3 separate regions of the Mus musculus genome follow, and all the other regions are linked to region 2. Evidence: chromatin contacts called from public HiChIP or PLAC-seq data. All regions are on one chromosome and are shown on one strand. Each heading gives the region's core, a stretch centred on a gene start, on an enhancer-like site or on the middle of the called end of the contact. The rest is flanking DNA. Distances are from core to core; before and after follow the strand shown. Region 1 has its middle 30 kb from the start of Gm39850. Region 2 holds the start of Sp9 (trans-acting transcription factor 9). Region 3 overlaps Wipf1 (WAS/WASL interacting protein family, member 1).

Region 1 (2,700 bases), core at 96-2,595, 230 kb after region 2:
GTGAGATCTTTTCCTAGAGATGTCAGCACATACTATTATCATAGAGTGTGTGTGTGTGGTTGTGTGTGTGTGTGGGGGGGGGTATAGCGTAGGATATGAGTATGGTATATATACTGAGCTCATAGAGGCCAGATAAGACATCCCTACCCTGGTCCTAACCCTGAGAAGTTAATGTGATAGTGTGTGCAGGAGGCCTGAAGTTCCAGGCACCCTAATAGGAGATCAGTCCAAGCTGCTGGAAGGACAATGAGTAAGGACAGGCATGGTTCAGGGTCAAAGTGCACATAGCCTAGGCTCTGGAGGTTCTGTAGTAAACCATCCAAGATCCTGTTACCCTGTTTTACCCCATTTAACCGAGGGTTTCCTAATCATTTCCTTTCTCATTATTTTGACACCCAGTATTTGATGTTTGATTTTGTAACATCCCTCTCCCCAGATATATTTTAGTAAAATTGCAGCAAGCTAGGTTTTGTTTTTTTTTTTTTTTTTTTTTTTTTTTGACAGTGAACTAACAGCATCGTGGTTTAAGACAATTTTGCAAGAATGTTTGGACAGTCCAGTGGACTCCTGGTTTCTCCCTGTGTCAAAATCAGCTTGGGAAAACCACTGTCGAAGCGATGCAGTCCTGCTGTTTTTCTCTTCTGTTTTCTCTTTTCTTTTCTTCTTTCTTTCTTTCTTTTTTGCACAGATCTCTGATGATGAGGTGATGGCTTATATTTGTAATTTGTATGCTATTAACTGTTTGTTACAGAATGCATTATCTCAGTTTCCCCCATAGCAACTCTAAGTACAGGGAACTTACTCTGTTATGGGACTTCCAGCGCGCGCGCGCGCGCGCGCGCGCGTGTGTGTGTGTGTGTGTGTGTGTGTGTGTGTGTGAGAGAGAGAGAGAGAGAGAGAGAGGCAGACAGACAGACAGACAGACAGAGACAGAGAGAGGTGATGTGTTTCTTTGATCACATTATCTAGGTTTCCCATTGTAGTTAAGTTAGAATGTTGCCTGTAAATTCCTATCGGGACTTTGTTCTCCATTCCTCAAACTAGTAATCATTCCTGTCACTGTCTGAGGACAATGAAGCCTTGAGGACCCCAGGAAAAAATGTTAACCAGGGTTCTCAGTCATCGACAGCTCGCAGCACACGGCAGGGCCATCATGGGGCCACACAGAAGCACCAAGAAATCCTTCACATTGTGCAATGGGGTCTGACTTCTCCCCATTGGTCCAGGTCTTCATGCTCTTTCCACGTCCGCCCAACTGCGTCACGTTTTTTCAGGGAGTGTGTGTGTGGGGGGAGGGGGGGGCTGCATACTACCGCAGATATTCCCGTTGGCTGGGAGGCGCCCCTCCTGTGCTTGGCTCATCTTGCCTTGGAGCCTCCTCCAGAGCGTGGGGGTGGGCCTGGGCTCAACAAGTCAGTCCCAGGAAGGCGCAGCCCTGACCCTGCGGCCCTCCCTGCTGGGAGCTCCGGGGTGGGGCGAGACCCAGGGAGGACAGCGCCTAGGACAGGTCAGCTCAAGCCAGCCCTGTGGTGCACACAGCTGGGGGCGACGGGACCCTACTGGGCTGTGGGCTGAGTGAGGTCAGGCCCCGCCTTAGAAAACACAGATCAAGAGTATTCCTGGGGTTTTGTTATGAAAGGTCTGGGTGGGTGGGTGGTGGGTCAGATTCTTTCATCAACCCTTCCAAAAAGTCCCTTCTTCTGAAAGTGGGTCTTGCTTCATAACTAGAGGAAGGGGACTGTGGAAATACGTCCTTAGTGGTGCTCGCTGGAGTGAACACCCATGAAGGATGAGGGTCTTAGGCTCCGGCATCGCTCTCTCCTAAGTTCCATGTTGGGGGTGTGAAGTTTGAAGTACCTGCAGAGGCACTGACTGTTCTGCTGAGGTCCACAAGGCCTGTGATTCACAGCAAAGCTCAGTCTTGCATCGTGACTGAAGTGCTGAGGTTGTCAGACTGCTCCAGAGAGCGCCGGCTGTTCCTGCCCTGCCCTTGGAGATACTGAGATTCGTTGTTAGAGAAACACACTCTCCTCTTACCCCTCACTCACTGCTTCTGAGTCCAGATTGCAGACTCGGAAGTTTGTTTCTAGTGACAAAGGATTGGATGCTTCCTCATTGCCTCGGGACATCACACAGAAGTCACAGTTAACAGCCCACCTCTGGAGAAAGACTTTAGGAGTCAAATCGGAGCTCTGGTTCACACTAATTCTCAGCCCTTCCTGGAAGTTACTCATTCCCCTGTTATCAAGTGAGGAGAGTAAAAATAGTGCCTACCTCACAAGCTTTACTGGAAGGTTAACCGGAATGATTCAAGTAGAGTTTATTTAGAGTTTTAGACTGTTTTGCAATGCGATAACTGCATTACCGGGTAGTTTATAAGAGAAGAGGGGCTGGTCTGCCCAAGGTTCTGAAAGATGTGAAGCCACAGGCATGTTGCAAGAGACTGAGAGCTGTGTCACTCCATAGCAGAAGGCATAAGGACAAAACAAGAGAATAGAGGAACACCAGGGTCTGGCTCAGTTTTATATCACAACGCTTCTTATGGTAACCCCTTTTCCGAGATAAGGACATTCATCCATTCGTAAAGGCACAACCTCCACACCTAATCCCTTATTTGGCCCTGGCTCCTAAGACAAAATGGTCATGAAAAGCTCACAGATATCGAGAGAAAGGTTTTTATAGGAATTTCAGAGTTATGGA
Region 2 (2,700 bases), core at 188-2,687:
TGTTGGCGGCTCCCGAGCCACCCGCCAGGCTGCCCGAGCCGCGGCCGCCCGTGGCCACAGCGAAGCCGGAGAGACTGGAGCCGAGGTTGCAGCTGGACGAGGAGCGCTTCCAGGGGTGGAAGCCGCCTTTGGCGAAGGCGCTGGACTCGGGCAGGGTCGTCAGGGGGCTCGTGTTGCCGATCTTGTTGCAGGTCGCCGCCAGCATGGCCAACGGGGTCGTTCCGAAGCGTGGCTCTTCCTAGAGTGGGTGGGGTGAAGGAGGGAGCGAGGAGGAGGAGGAGGAGGGCAGGGAGAAGTGGGGGAAGACACAAAGTGCACCGGTGAGCAGCCTCGTTCCCCCCGCGCAGATCCCGGAGGGCCCTGGCACCCCGGCTCGCGCCTCCTCCCCGCACGCTGGCGGGGGACGCGCCGCGCCCCGCGCAGGACAGAGGCGACCACGAGCGAGTAGGAAAGTTGTTCCTCAGTGAGACTATAGATCAGAAATGCCTCGGTTTTCGCCACTTCGTTCGCTGCCACCCTTGTCTAGAATCAGACTTGGGTTGACGCCATAAGCCCGCTCATCTCCCAGAAGCTCCCAAGTCGCCCTTCCGGGTGTAGCACGAAGGTAAACACACACAAGAAATAACGGGTGAGGGCGGGGGGTGGTGGCCAAAACAGCCACCCAGTGCTGGAAGAAACTCTTAGAACATTCCTCGAATGAGTGGCTACGACTTGGCTATTTTCTTTTATAGTTCAGAAACGTAGTTTTGATATTTACACAACGCACACGATTACAAAAAGAATCCAAGTATAAGCGGCTTTCAAAGTCAAGGGCAAACTGGGGAGCCACGCTAATGTAAGTGTTTATTAATGTAACTTCGTGGCCTGCAAAACAAGACTTTCCAGAAAACACTGTAATGTAATGCAACAACCCCCAAACCAAGTGGCGGGGGGTGGGGTTGGGAGTGGGGGAGTGATGTTAAAATCAAGAAGGGAAGAAAAGAAACATTCGGCTTTGCCTCAAAAACCAGTTAAAAGGGAACTTGCTTAAGACATTCTTTTCTTGCAAAGGCAAAAGGTCCCAGGTTCCAATAACTTGAAAAGATCGGTTCCAGAAATGTAGAAAATGCTAAAAGGAAACCAGAGCTGTGGTATAGCAACAGTTTCTTGAGAGATTCTGGCCCAGAGAAGCCATAAGAAAACAAAACAAAAACAAAAAACCACCACCAACAACACAAAAACAAAACAAACAAAAATGAGCAAAGCCTTTGCAGCGAGTCTTTTTCACTTACCCCAAGTATAGACGTGGCCATAGCAGGTTTTGGGCTGCGCGGCGAGGCCCGGAGCGGTGTTAAGCCTGGCGGCTGCTGGGAATCACGATTCAGGTCCCGCGCGGCTCCCGCGTCCCGCGCTCGCGCCGAGCGGACTCTGGGCTCCCGCCGGCAAAACTCAGCCTAAGTGCGAGGAGCACCCGCTTTGAAGTGCCGCTGGCTGCGCCTCTCGCCCAATGAGGGCGCAGGCAGAGCAGACGGGAGCTGCCCCGCAGCCAATCAGACGCTCCGAGGGGCCCGAGCCCGGGCTCCTGGCGCGTGCCAGTCAAGTCTGCGGGCGTGGGTGGGAGGGGGGCGGGCTAGGGACAGAAGAAATTACAGTGCAATTAAAAATTTACACACACTCACGTACCAAGCCAGGTTTAAGTACTGTTGAGACCAAGCCGCAGGCCCCCACCACTCCCACCACCCTGGCCACCTTGCTACGTAGGGCTGACAGTCTTCACTCTCCACTTGTGGGAAAGAAGCAGGAGAGGGACACCCCGGCCTAGGGCACAAGCAGAAATGGTCTGCGTTCACTTTGTGTGTACACGTTGTTGCTGCGAAGAACTTGAACTTGTAGCCATCACTCTTGCGATGGATTTATCCTTGTCGTGGTCGTTTTCCCAGATTCCTGCTCCCACCGTACTCTTTTTATACTCAGAGTCCTATTGAGCAGAGGGCGCAAAGGACAGCTGGGCCTCTCCAGGCAGGTCTACACCCACAGACTTGTTAGGAGAGCCCAGAGCCTGCTGCATCCCGCCATTTCCCTCCAGCGGTCTAAGTGACTTCCTAATTGTCGCTCTGGCCTCTGACCCAGGGGGTAATACAAGTGCCTATCACACCAGAAGCTCCTGGTGGTAATTGAGGGCACCCTTTGTATGGCTTCGCCAGCGCCTAGATACCAGGTTAACCCAGTTGTCAAATATGACTAAACAGTGGGACGTGCTGATTATCTGCCAGGTTTTTCTGGGGGCTGGCGTGGGGGTGGGAAGCATCAGCCCATACAACACTCTGCACGAAGCCGCTTATTTTCACATTGTAACAACTTTGGAAACGGAGACCGGCGCGAGCGGCGTCCGCCCCCCCACCGCCACCCCCGCCGAAGCTGCAGCTTGCACCGCTGTTTGTTTAACCCGGTGGAGATTTGCATGTCGGATTTCAGGTTGAAGTCGAGTTTTAGGGGATGTTTATAGAGTCATTTTTCTTGCTTCAGATTCAAACTATCTCCACTGCAGACTGCTAGGGCCTAGAAACTCCGTCTTCAGGGCCAAGGGACTCCAAAGGAAGGCTCATCTTCATCAGGCACCCTGCTGACACAGCCTTTGGAGGACCTCTCCGGAGCCTTCACCGAGAGAGTCTGCGAAAGCCAGGCCACACGTGGGCGCCTCCGCCTTCTGCAAGCTGGAAG
Region 3 (2,700 bases), core at 40-2,539, 160 kb before region 2:
TCTTCATACAAGAACTTGCCAGCATTGCACATTTGGATCGTCTCCCCTTGCTTGCTAACGTGCATGCTGCCTGCAGCATCATCTTCTCCCTGCTGGAGAAGAAATGTGAACCAAGAGGTAGAATAGAAACATTGGAATTTCACAGCAAAATATGTACAGGACTAAGAAAAAGAATGGCATGGAATTTCACACCAAAGTATGCACGGAACTGAGAGAAAATTAACATGGAATATGGAAAACAGCTACTGATGGGCATTAGGCTCGAACGAGACTCAGACTCGCAGAGACCTAAGCCTCGGAATTAATGCCTCGAGTCAGACAGCACCCTAGCACAGTACCTCAGAGAAGCTCAGGGCCTGCTGAGTCCCTCTCAGCACACAGCTCTTGAGTAACCGTTGGTCAGTGGGTGCCCAGCCTTTGAGCAGCTGAATACCAGCTGAAGTCAAGGCTGCTTAGAAGCACAAACATCATGACCAAGAAGCAAATTGGGGAGGAAAGGGTTTATTCAGCTTATACTTCCACATTGCTGTTCATCACCAAAGGAAGTCAGGACTGGAACTCAATCAAGCAGGTCAGGAAGCAGGAGCTGATGCAGAGGCCATGGAAGGATGTTACTTACTGGCTTGCTTCCCCTGGCTTGCTCAGCTTGTTTTCTTATAGAACCCAAGACTACCAGCCCAGAGATGGTCCCACCCACAAGGGGCCCTCCCCACTTGATCACTAATTGAGAAAATGCCCCACAGCTGGATCTCATGGAGGCATTTCCCCAACTGAAACTCCTTTCTCTGTGGTAATTCCAGCCTGTGTCAAGTTGACACACAAAACCAGCCAGTACAAGCATCTAACCAAAATTATATTTTATCTGCTTTCTTCATCAAGGTGGATCCAACAGAAGAGAAAGGGGCGCCCCACCCCTTCCTCCCATCCCGAGGTGATCTCTGCCTGCTCCGTTCTACCCAAGCTCCAAAGCTGCTTCTGTTGTTGCTGTTTGAAAACTGCACACCCCTCCTCTCGATTTGCCACGCCCCCCCCAGAGAGAGTAGGAGGGAGGAACGGAAGCTGAGGAGGGGATCCCTGCGTGTGGGGGTGGGGATCGGGGAAAGAAGCGCCTAGCTGTTTATGTTGTATATATTCCTGAGCTATTGCTTGTATCAGCTGCAGCCTGCCAGGGTCAGACATCCACTGCTTTTTTGCAACAGACTGTAGTTGTTAAATCCCCTGAGAGCTGGTTTTCTCTATGCCTTTCTTGCTCACATGGCCTCTGGCCTGTTTCCACGAACCACACCGCCCAAGCGAGTTGCGAGCAAGCCCTGTGGTTACAGAACGTCCGATCTTCGGCTGTCTGAGGAAGGCTCCAGGACAGAGCTGTCTTAAAAGAAACATAATGTGAGCCCCATACCCTGTCTGAAAATGACTAGCAGCTATGTTTTATAAAGGTAGAAGGAAACAGATGAAAAGAATTGCATTTTACTCAGCACTGTGCATCTGAAATATCACTTCGACTTGTATTATTAATGAGCTATTTACATTTTTGGTACTAAGTCCTCACACTCGAGTAACCATTCTGTACTTGGAACAAGCACACTGCCAGATTTCAAGTGTCCACACCGGCCTCAGCACCACACTGTCAGACGGTCTGGAAGACAGGAGTTAGGACAGCTTGTGCCTAAAAAGGCAAATTGAGTTTTAGCAATTCAGGAGATGTCCCAAGACGGAGTCAGAACTTGATACAATGTTTGGCAGGCAGTGAGACCTTAGATTTTTGACCCTTATTCTGCCTTTGTCCTTAATATGTATGTCCAGGTGTTTCTTCAAAGTATCTTAGTGAGAAATGTATCTAGTAGAGTTTACAGTCCCGTTTACAGTGGATTGCAAACTCCACTGCAAGAAAACAAAACTGTGTGGGTACTCCCTGGCTTAGAACCAGCTGGCTTGTGCACTGCTGGTCACTGGCCTTGCGCATCTTCTGTGGCTCTTCAGTCCTCCACCCCAGAGAAAACTCCTTCCTCAGGTCAGGAAAGGCTAGTAGGGCAAGATAGGAGAAGAAAGTCAGAGAATGTATCAGAACTATGGGAGAAGAGGATAGCGTTGATGATGGGCAGAGCTCTACACAACCGACTGGGGTCAAGTAGATTAAGGAGCTTACCAGTGGAACCTAGAAAGCATTGGTGTTGAATTTCTTGGGAGAATCATTGTCTTGGATCTGTGCAAGTAAGTTCCACTAAAGGATGGATCACAAAAAGGGCCAGGCTTGCCTTTTTTATATATATGACTTTGTTTACAACATTTTACTGGGACTTTCAAACCTAGCTGTAGAGTTGGAAAAAGATTTCCATTTTGATGTTTTATATAATCATGTTTAATGTTACCATTGTCTATTAAAGCACATGGCCACATATGTGTACCTACCTGAACTTTGTATTTTGGGTCCAGCGTATTGCTCACATGTTGCTGTCACATGTTGCTGAAAGATGCTAATAAAAAAAAATCAATCCAAAGAAAAATGGAAAGACATTCCTATTTATAGAATGATTGTTTCGTTTATATAAAAGCATAACTTAGGAGTTCTAATAGATGAAAAGTCTAATAAATTATAAAGTGATTGATTTGAATATATTGTATTTTTATAACTTTCCTTGCCAAAGCCCAGACCTAGTTCTTTAGAGAGTAGTTTTCCTCCCTTCTCCTCCACCATTTGTC

What was found. HiChIP or PLAC-seq counts read pairs in DNA pulled down with a chosen protein or histone mark.
Region 1: an H3K4me3 HiChIP or PLAC-seq map of bone marrow-derived macrophages shows a contact between it and region 2, with 3 times the contacts expected there. The contact joins the enhancer-like site here to the promoter of Sp9 in region 2. A contact is called at or near these places in 8 of 39 promoter capture datasets (the 3T3-L1 cell line, cranial neural crest, frontonasal cranial neural crest and 4 more), 1 of 484 Hi-C or Micro-C datasets (the N1E-115 cell line) and 10 of 115 datasets of contacts at active chromatin or transcription factors (SST interneurons, bone marrow-derived macrophages, craniofacial prominence and 6 more).
Region 3: a contact with region 2 is called in an H3K4me3 HiChIP or PLAC-seq map of bone marrow-derived macrophages, with 2.3 times the contacts expected there. The contact joins the enhancer-like site here to the promoter of Sp9 in region 2. A contact is called at or near these places in 5 of 39 promoter capture datasets (fetal liver, frontonasal cranial neural crest, hematopoietic stem and progenitor cells and 2 more), 3 of 115 datasets of contacts at active chromatin or transcription factors (bone marrow-derived macrophages, fetal liver and stem cell-derived neural progenitor cells) and 3 of 9 other capture datasets (adipose tissue, liver and macrophages).

What each region holds. Positions count from the first base shown.
Region 1 is chr2:73,037,171-73,039,870 of GRCm38.p6, reverse strand. No RefSeq gene overlaps it. Among named protein-coding and RNA genes, the nearest start is that of Gm39850, 30 kb to the right of the region's middle. Within about 2 kb of position 1,345, at least 137 of the 459 cell types and tissues checked have an H3K27ac peak or open chromatin away from gene starts, as enhancers often do. A contact at or near this core is called in bone marrow-derived macrophages, embryonic stem cells and hematopoietic stem and progenitor cells, where this site is marked.
Region 2 is chr2:73,270,663-73,273,362 of GRCm38.p6, reverse strand. Sp9 (trans-acting transcription factor 9) reads right to left here and starts at 1,437. Exons shown (of 2, transcript NM_001005343.2): 1 at 1,272-1,437; 2 at 1-238. The coding sequence starts at 1,292.
Region 3 is chr2:73,430,645-73,433,344 of GRCm38.p6, reverse strand. Wipf1 (WAS/WASL interacting protein family, member 1) reads left to right here. Exons shown (of 8, transcript NM_153138.4): 8 at 880-2,700. The coding sequence ends at 935. Gm13707 (a long non-coding RNA gene) reads right to left here. Exons shown (of 9, transcript XR_866430.3): 9 at 1,479-2,700. Among named protein-coding and RNA genes, the nearest start is that of Gm13707, 45 kb to the right of the region's middle. Within about 2 kb of position 1,289, at least 42 of the 459 cell types and tissues checked have an H3K27ac peak or open chromatin away from gene starts, as enhancers often do. A contact at or near this core is called in adipose tissue, where this site is marked.